Linked DNA regions of Mus musculus: region 1 is linked to region 2. The links are chromatin contacts, called in public HiChIP or PLAC-seq maps. All regions are on one chromosome and are shown on one strand. The core of a region is the stretch at or near the end of the contact, and the rest is flanking DNA. Distances in the headings are between cores, read along the strand shown.

Region 1 (3,505 bases), core at 254-2,753, 450 kb after region 2:
AGTTTTTAGTTACCAAATAATGCATTAAAAACCCCAGTCTCAAATGTGTAGTCTAATAGAAGGCACATGATTAACCTTTCTATTAGAAGGCATTAAAGGCTAAGCCTGACCATCAGGTTTGGAGATCTTAAGTATATATTAAATGTAAGTTACATAGGAAATTATTTAATAGATGCTCAGTAAATAAATGTAATTGGGTTAAGTCATCTGTTTTGTTTTTCAAAGACAGTTTTCTGTGTAGCCCGGGCTGTCCAGGAATTCACATTGTAGACCAGGCTGGCCTTGAACTCACAAAGATCAACTTACCTCTGCCTCTTGATTGCTGAGGTTAAAGGCTTGTGCCACCACACCCAGTTGCCTTGAGTTTTTTGTTTTTAATATATAAAGATTTATTTTTTTTTTTTAATGTACACAAGTACACTGTAGCTGCCTTCAGACACCAGAAGAGGGCATCAGATCCCATTACAGATGGTTGTGACCCATCATGGGATTGCCTGGGAATTGAACTCAAGACCTCTGGAAGAGCAGCCAGTGCTCTTAAACACTGAGTCATCTCTCCAGTCCTACCATGAGTTTTTTAAGTTTCAAATCTGGCGGCTGGAGAGATGGTTCAGTGGTTAAGATCACTAGCTGCTCTTTCAAAGGACCTGGATTTTGTTACCAGCTCCCGCATAGCAGCTCACAGCTGTCTGAAATTCCAGTTCCAGGGGAACACTCTCTCACATACATACATGCAGGCAAAACACCAATGCACATTAAAAAACAAAATGAAAAAAAAAAGATTGTTCAATAGTAGAGTGAGGGGTGCCTGGTTAGAAGCACCACTAAGCCTTGGAGTCTAGGTATATAGATAGAGAAGTTCAAAGTGCTCTAGAGGCAGAAAGAAGCAAGAGGGCTTAGTTTTAGGCTTGTCTGAGTTACACAGCCCGACGTTGGTCTTTCTTTTCTTTTGAAGCTGGACATGGTAACTAAACGCCTGTACCAGTTTATAGTTTCCTAATGAAACCTGTATCCACAACCTGTTTTAGGTACCTTATACCACTCAAGCCTAAGGGCGGGGCAGGAAGGGGGCGCTAATAAGTTTCTCCAGTCTTGTTCAATGTAGGGATTCAAACTCAGATCTGAATGCTTCTTAGCCATCTTTGAGTCGCCGTCTCCTAGTTCATCCGTCCGTCTGTAGTCCTGGTTTCTATCACCTCTATGGGCTTCTTAACCTTACAAGCAAATTAGCTGAGGTTTGTGTTTGAGCAAATAGGATATCTCACACAGGTTTCACAAAAATCTTGTTCACGGGAATAAATCCCGAAAATACCCACTTATTGAAGATATCCGGTGGGAAAGCAACTGCGGGTCTCCTGAGTGTATAGGCAACTGCCCTATCCCTGAGACAGGGAAACCTTTCCGTTGCTGAGGCGACAGACACGACCTGGCCGTTTGGTTCTCCCGCGCACCCAGATGACGTCAGGCGGCGAGATTCTCTTACGCCAAAGCTTCCGGCTCACCATCTTTGTCCCTGGCAAATTGGGTTTTGCGCAGTGGCTTAGATCTAGAGAGAATCGTGACGGGCAGGAAACCATTACACCACCACCCCGGCTGTGCTCTCCGACTGCCGCCGCCGCCGCCGCCACCCCGCCCTTGCCTCCGGTGAGTTCAAGGCGGCTGGCTTTGGGGTGTGCCCTGACTGACTCGCGGTGCTTGTGAGGGAGGGGAGCCCCAAGCCGGGTCATAGGCTCAGGAGGAAAGGAGAGCCGAGGAGCGTGACGGTTGAGGGTGGAAGGAGTCCTCGGGTGTGACCGTTGTGAGGGAAAAGCTGGGAGAAAGTGCCTCCATCGTAGTGACCGTGGTGGCCTGGGGCTGCGCTCCGGTGTAGCAGCGGGAGTTGGGGGCTTCGGAGCGAAGCAAGGTTCCGAAGACCGGCTTGGGGAAGGCTCAGGCCAGGGGTGTGGCCGCTGGAGGCCGAGGGAGAACCACCCAGCTCTCCCGTTTGACATCTGTTCATTGAGAAAGAAGCTCCGACGTGTCTCCACGACTAGGGAGAAGGGATTCCCGCGACCGTTTGGTCACTGAAACCTCTCTTGTCGCACGTATTTGGGGTTAAGAGGCATCTCTCCTTACCTAGTGAAAATTGGACAGATTTCTTGACCTGGGGAAGTGGATAAAGAGAATGGGGACTAACTGTACTTCGAGGAAGGAAGGAGAAACCTGCATAATTGAGGCCACCCCCACCCTCTGTGTAAGAGGGGAAAATAAATCTTAGCATGGAATTTTGTTTTTCTTTTTTTTTTCCCCCCTCCCTATATTCCCTGGGGTTATCAGGAGCAGTCTAGTTTGGGCAAGGCTGTAAATTCTACTAGAAGTGAAAAAAAAAAAACAAAACAAAACCCTGGAATTTCCTGCTATTTCTTTATTCTTTGAATTCACAGGATGTATTAGCTTTTTGAGCAGCCCTCTTTTTAGGAGAAGGCTCTTATTAAACTCAAGCAATTTAGTTATGAAGCAGTGTGAATGTGTCATGGATGCTTCGCTGAATTTTTTTACTTTTAGAAGGGAGATTTTTTTTTCTTTTATTTTAGTGGCCAAACTTTTTTTTTTTTTTTGCAACCTTTGTGGTTTAAAAGACAAAGAACACACTGTAAGCTCAGTAAGGCTAGTGACTAAGAAGGAAGGTGGTCTCTTAGAGAGGAACAATTTAAATTATTAACTGCTCTCCTGTGCAGTTCACTGCTTAGCCTTAGGGTGCACTTACAAGGTAATAATAGAAAGCGGCAGGTGAAGTAGGTGCAGCCATCGGTAACACATTCCAGTGATGACTAAGTGAGGCGGGCGGGCATGTAAACTGAGAACTGAGTAGGTGCCTTGCAGGGTAGACTCCCTGAGAAAGAGAGGGGAGTGTGCGCTGCAAACAGCTCAGTCAAGTTGTGTGGTAAATTAAAACAGAGTAAATATCCTGATGAATTAAGATCAGAGAGGTCCCTCGCATCCTTTTCTTCTGGAAAAGATTTTGCTTTCGTCTCAAGGCACACATTTGAACCATGTTAGACAAGGGGCATTCAGAAGGAGGATAGCATCCCCATTTTTCTTCTTTCCTCCTGGGCTTAAGTTTTCCAAAATGTCCTGGCATTTCATAACAGTTGGGTGTAAGACTGTTGGGCTTCTTTCTTTCCGTATAATCCTATATTAATAAATTAACTTGTAGTTATTTAAATAGAAGCCAGAGGTGGATTTAGCTTTTAACGTTTTATTTCTGACAAGCTAAATTAATCTGAGGCTGCTGCTGTCCTTATGTTATGAACATCTGGCCAGCAATGGTCTTTATACCACTCATCCTTGTAAGCAGAGGTGACTGGAATGACTTTCTGCTTTAGAATTTACTGAACTCTGGCTAGTATTGACTTCATGTGCAAAGGAGGGCACAGTGGTCTTGCTAGTGCTAACGCTGGCTGCCATTTTCCAGAGAACCATTTGAAATTAAGACCTTATAATTTTTTTTTTCTGACTGTATTCT
Region 2 (3,551 bases), core at 558-3,057:
CCCTCCAAGGGGCTGGGCTAGATTCCCAGCACTACAGGGCACCTCACAACCAGATCCAGTGCTCCAGGGGACCTGACACTCCTGACTTCTGGGGACACATACAAATGTGTGCACAAGCAAAGCATTCATAGAGACAAGATTAAATAAATAAATATCCCTTTTTAAAAGAATAAAAGTTAAAAAAAAATAATCAGTAAAGGCTGGGTGTAGTAACGCATACCTTTAATCTCAGCACTCAGGAGGCTGAGGCAGGAAGAGCTCTGCGAGTTGAGGCAGTTCTAGGACAGCCAGGCTACACTAGAGAAACCCTGCATCAAAACAAAACAAAACAACTCCCCCAAAAAACAAAAATAATAAATAAAAATTAAGTACAATTACTGAACTGTCCACTGACTATGGAGAACTAGGAATGGTAAAACCTTTCTGTCTCGGGGGCTGGAGAGATGGCTCAGTGGGGAAGAGCACTGACTTGCTTTTCCCGAAGGTCCCAAATTCAAATCCCAGCAACCCCATGGTGGCTCACAACCACCCGTAATGAGATCTGACACTCTCTTCTGGTGTGTCAGAAGACAGCTACAGTGTATTTATGTATAATAATAAATAAATCTTTGGGCCGAAGTGAGCAGGGACTGAGCAAGTGAAGCGAGTGGGGCCAACTGGAGAGAGCAGAGGTCCTAAAATTCAATTCCCAACAACCACATGAAGGCTCACAACTATCTGTACAGCTACAATGTGCTCACATACACAAAATAAATAAATCTTTTTAAAAAAAGTTTCTGTCTAGCACAGCTTATTTCAGACTATTTTGCAGGCAATGTTATGCAAGGTAGGGAAAAAAAAAAGATGTGAGGCAAGGAATGACAGCCGGCTCAGATGAGATACACTCAGACCTGACCTGTGTGCTCTCCCTCCCAGGCAGTCTTCTGCTTCGCCCTATAGCTAAGAACAATGGCAGAAGTACCCACAGAGTGTGAATTCCCCATGCCGTTTCAGCTCAACAGGCAGATTGCCCGCCCTGAAAACCTTGTGTGGACCAGAGCAGTCAGACAAGCCCACTGTACTGGGTGTGGTTAGCAGACCAGCTACCTAGAGCCGTAGGGCAGGGCAATCAGTTGCTGCAAACAGGTTCACTTCTTCTGTGAGACTGGCTGGGCACACTATGAGTACTTGACTGTGGGTGGCTGTGGCTGTGGAGATAAAAGATAAAGCTGGCATTTCTATGTCCTGGGACACTCTCCCTTTGGGCCATGTTCTACTTTCTATGTGAACAGTATGTCTCAGCAGGGCAGACCAGCATGGCTTCTCTCTCAGCAACATCACTCCCAGCGTGCGGACTGCATGGCTCATGTAAGGACTTGTGAGGAAGGCTACTCATGAACAGGACGATGTATTCAGAACAAGAAAAGAAAAATGACCAGAAAGTCCCCATCGATGCAATCTCCCCGAAACCAAAGCTTTAGATAGTGAGCCAAGTATGCTTTTAAGGGTGCCTGGTTTATACATTTAAATTTTTTGGATTAAGAATAAATGATAAAACAATTCTTTAGTACTAACAAAAGCAAACTGGGAAGATAGAGAACAAATACATCATTTTAAAGTAGCATTCCACAGGAGGAGGCCCACGTTTAAAGAAGTTTTAGGCCCACATTCTATGAATGGAATCTGTCTATAAAGACCCATCTGAAAAGTGTGCGCTTTCGATGAGCTGAAAGGGTGTGTGGTGACGGCGGCCTGGCGCTGGGGACTCGGCCGCTACACTCAGCTGGTTCCGTTTCAATGCTGGTGGCCTCAGGCCAGTTTTTTTGTGTGTTTTCACATCTGTGGAACACAGGCAATACCAGCACCTGCCATCTTGCTGGTTGGCTGGGCTAGGGGTGGGGGTGGGAGACTGAATGGGTTAATATGGTAAAATTCCTGGCACACACTGAGTGGTTCAGTTTTGTTCTGTTTAGTTTCTGTGGTGCAGGAAGGAGCCCAGTGCCTGGCATGTACCAGGGAAGTAAAGCGCTCTACCTCCAAACGCCTATTTGGTCCACTGTGTTGGCGCTTTTCATTCAAGGAAAAGACAGCACAAAGAGACATGTCCCACACAGCAAGAGAAACACCGGTTTGGGGTTTTTGGTTTGTTTGTTTGTTTTGGCTTTGTTTTGTTTTTTTGGTTGGTTGGTTTTTCTGTTTTGATCAGTCTTACCCAAAGTTCTCTTGTATTTTTAGGTTGGAATAAACCTTCTCCTAACAACTGCTTTAGAATGAATACAGTTTCATTCAGAAAAAGATCACCATACGCAACGAGATGAGAAAAATCAATCCCACTGAACACACCCAGCTCCCCAAGCTCCTGTGGCCAGCCTAAGAGTCCAACAGGAAGGAGGCTGTTTGTAGAGACAGACTTACTACATCCGTCACAAAGGAAATGTTCAAAGTCACAATTCAAAGTCACAATCCCAGACTTCACAGGGCTGGCAGAGCCAATTTCAAAGCCATCTGTACTCTTACTCATGGGCACCCCATCTCTCCTAATTTAAGTCACACTAGCCAAGCCCCACTGTAAGACAGCTCACAGCCTGACAGCAGTAGGCTATCCTACCAACCAGTCATTAACAGGAAAGAAAGGCTCAAACCAAGGTCAAGAGCGGATCCTTAGTTGGCTGGGGAGGATGTGTTCTGGAGACGCTGTGAGGAAACCACTTGCTGTGAATTACCTGGGCTCCAGTCATGCCTTTCTCCCCTTCTAGCTTCCTCATCTATTCAGGCAAGAACCATGCGCATTCTTAGAAACAAACTCAATATGAGCGGTGGTGACGCGCACCATTAACTCCAGCACTCAGGAGGCAGAGGCAGGCAGATCTCTGAGTTCAAGGCCAGCTTGGGCTAGAGGGTGAGTTCCAAGACAGCCAGGGCTACGCAGAGAAACCTTGTCTGGAAAAACCGAGCAAGCAAGCAAGCAAACAAACAAACAAACAAACAAAAGAATCACAAACTCTCTCCAAAAGTGTTGAACAACGTTTGTACAAAGGCCATAGCAAGGCCAGAAGTCTGGACAGCTGTGTCGAGCCTAGACAATGCATTTTGTAATCAGCTTTGCTTCTGAACAATTGAAACCATCTCCGGTGCAGAGTCCAGACACAGGAAGCTGTGTTCCCTGCAAACATCCAAACAGCTTCGTTGTTGTTTAACTACCCAAAGAATGCTCCAACAATCTTTCAAGTTTGGAATTTCAAGCGACTAAACAATCAAACCAGAATGAAAGGCACACATGAAAAGAATTCTACCCTGCCCCAAACAGACACCAATTTCGACATTACAGCCGTGCAAATGACTAACGCTTCTTCACGCTTCTTACTCTGGGCTGGAAAGCAAGCACAGGCGAAGCGCCTCAAAGTACACATCCCAAAATTTCATTTTCTGTTCTCTCTCTCTCTCTCTCTCTCTCTCTCTTTTTTTTTTTTTTTTTTTGTGTGGTTTTTCGAGACAGGGTTTCTCCTCTATGTAGCTCTGGCTATCCTGGAACTCACTTTGTAGATCAGGCTGCCTTCCGAGTGCTGGGATTA

What was found. HiChIP or PLAC-seq counts read pairs in DNA pulled down with a chosen protein or histone mark.
Region 1: a contact with region 2 is called in an H3K4me3 HiChIP or PLAC-seq map of stem cell-derived neural progenitor cells, with 12 read pairs. The contact joins the promoter of Ap2b1 here to the enhancer-like site in region 2. A contact is called at or near these places in 12 of 39 promoter capture datasets (the 3T3-L1 cell line, 3T3-L1-derived adipocytes, the HPC-7 cell line and 7 more), 1 of 484 Hi-C or Micro-C datasets (CD4 T cells), 4 of 115 datasets of contacts at active chromatin or transcription factors (bone marrow-derived macrophages, embryonic stem cells, epiblast stem cells and 1 more) and 2 of 9 other capture datasets (adipose tissue and liver).

The regions. Positions count from the first base shown.
Region 1 is chr11:83,301,194-83,304,698 of GRCm38.p6, forward strand. It overlaps Ap2b1 (adaptor-related protein complex 2, beta 1 subunit), which reads left to right and starts at 1,504. Exons shown (of 22, transcript NM_001035854.2): 1 at 1,504-1,644.
Region 2 is chr11:82,854,419-82,857,969 of GRCm38.p6, forward strand. The region is part of intron 1 of Rffl (ring finger and FYVE like domain containing protein); the gene reads right to left. Among named protein-coding and RNA genes, the nearest start is that of Rffl, 15 kb to the right of the region's middle. Within about 2 kb of position 1,808, at least 56 of the 459 cell types and tissues checked have an H3K27ac peak or open chromatin away from gene starts, as enhancers often do. A contact at or near this core is called in liver, neural stem cells, stem cell-derived neural progenitor cells and 1 more, where this site is marked.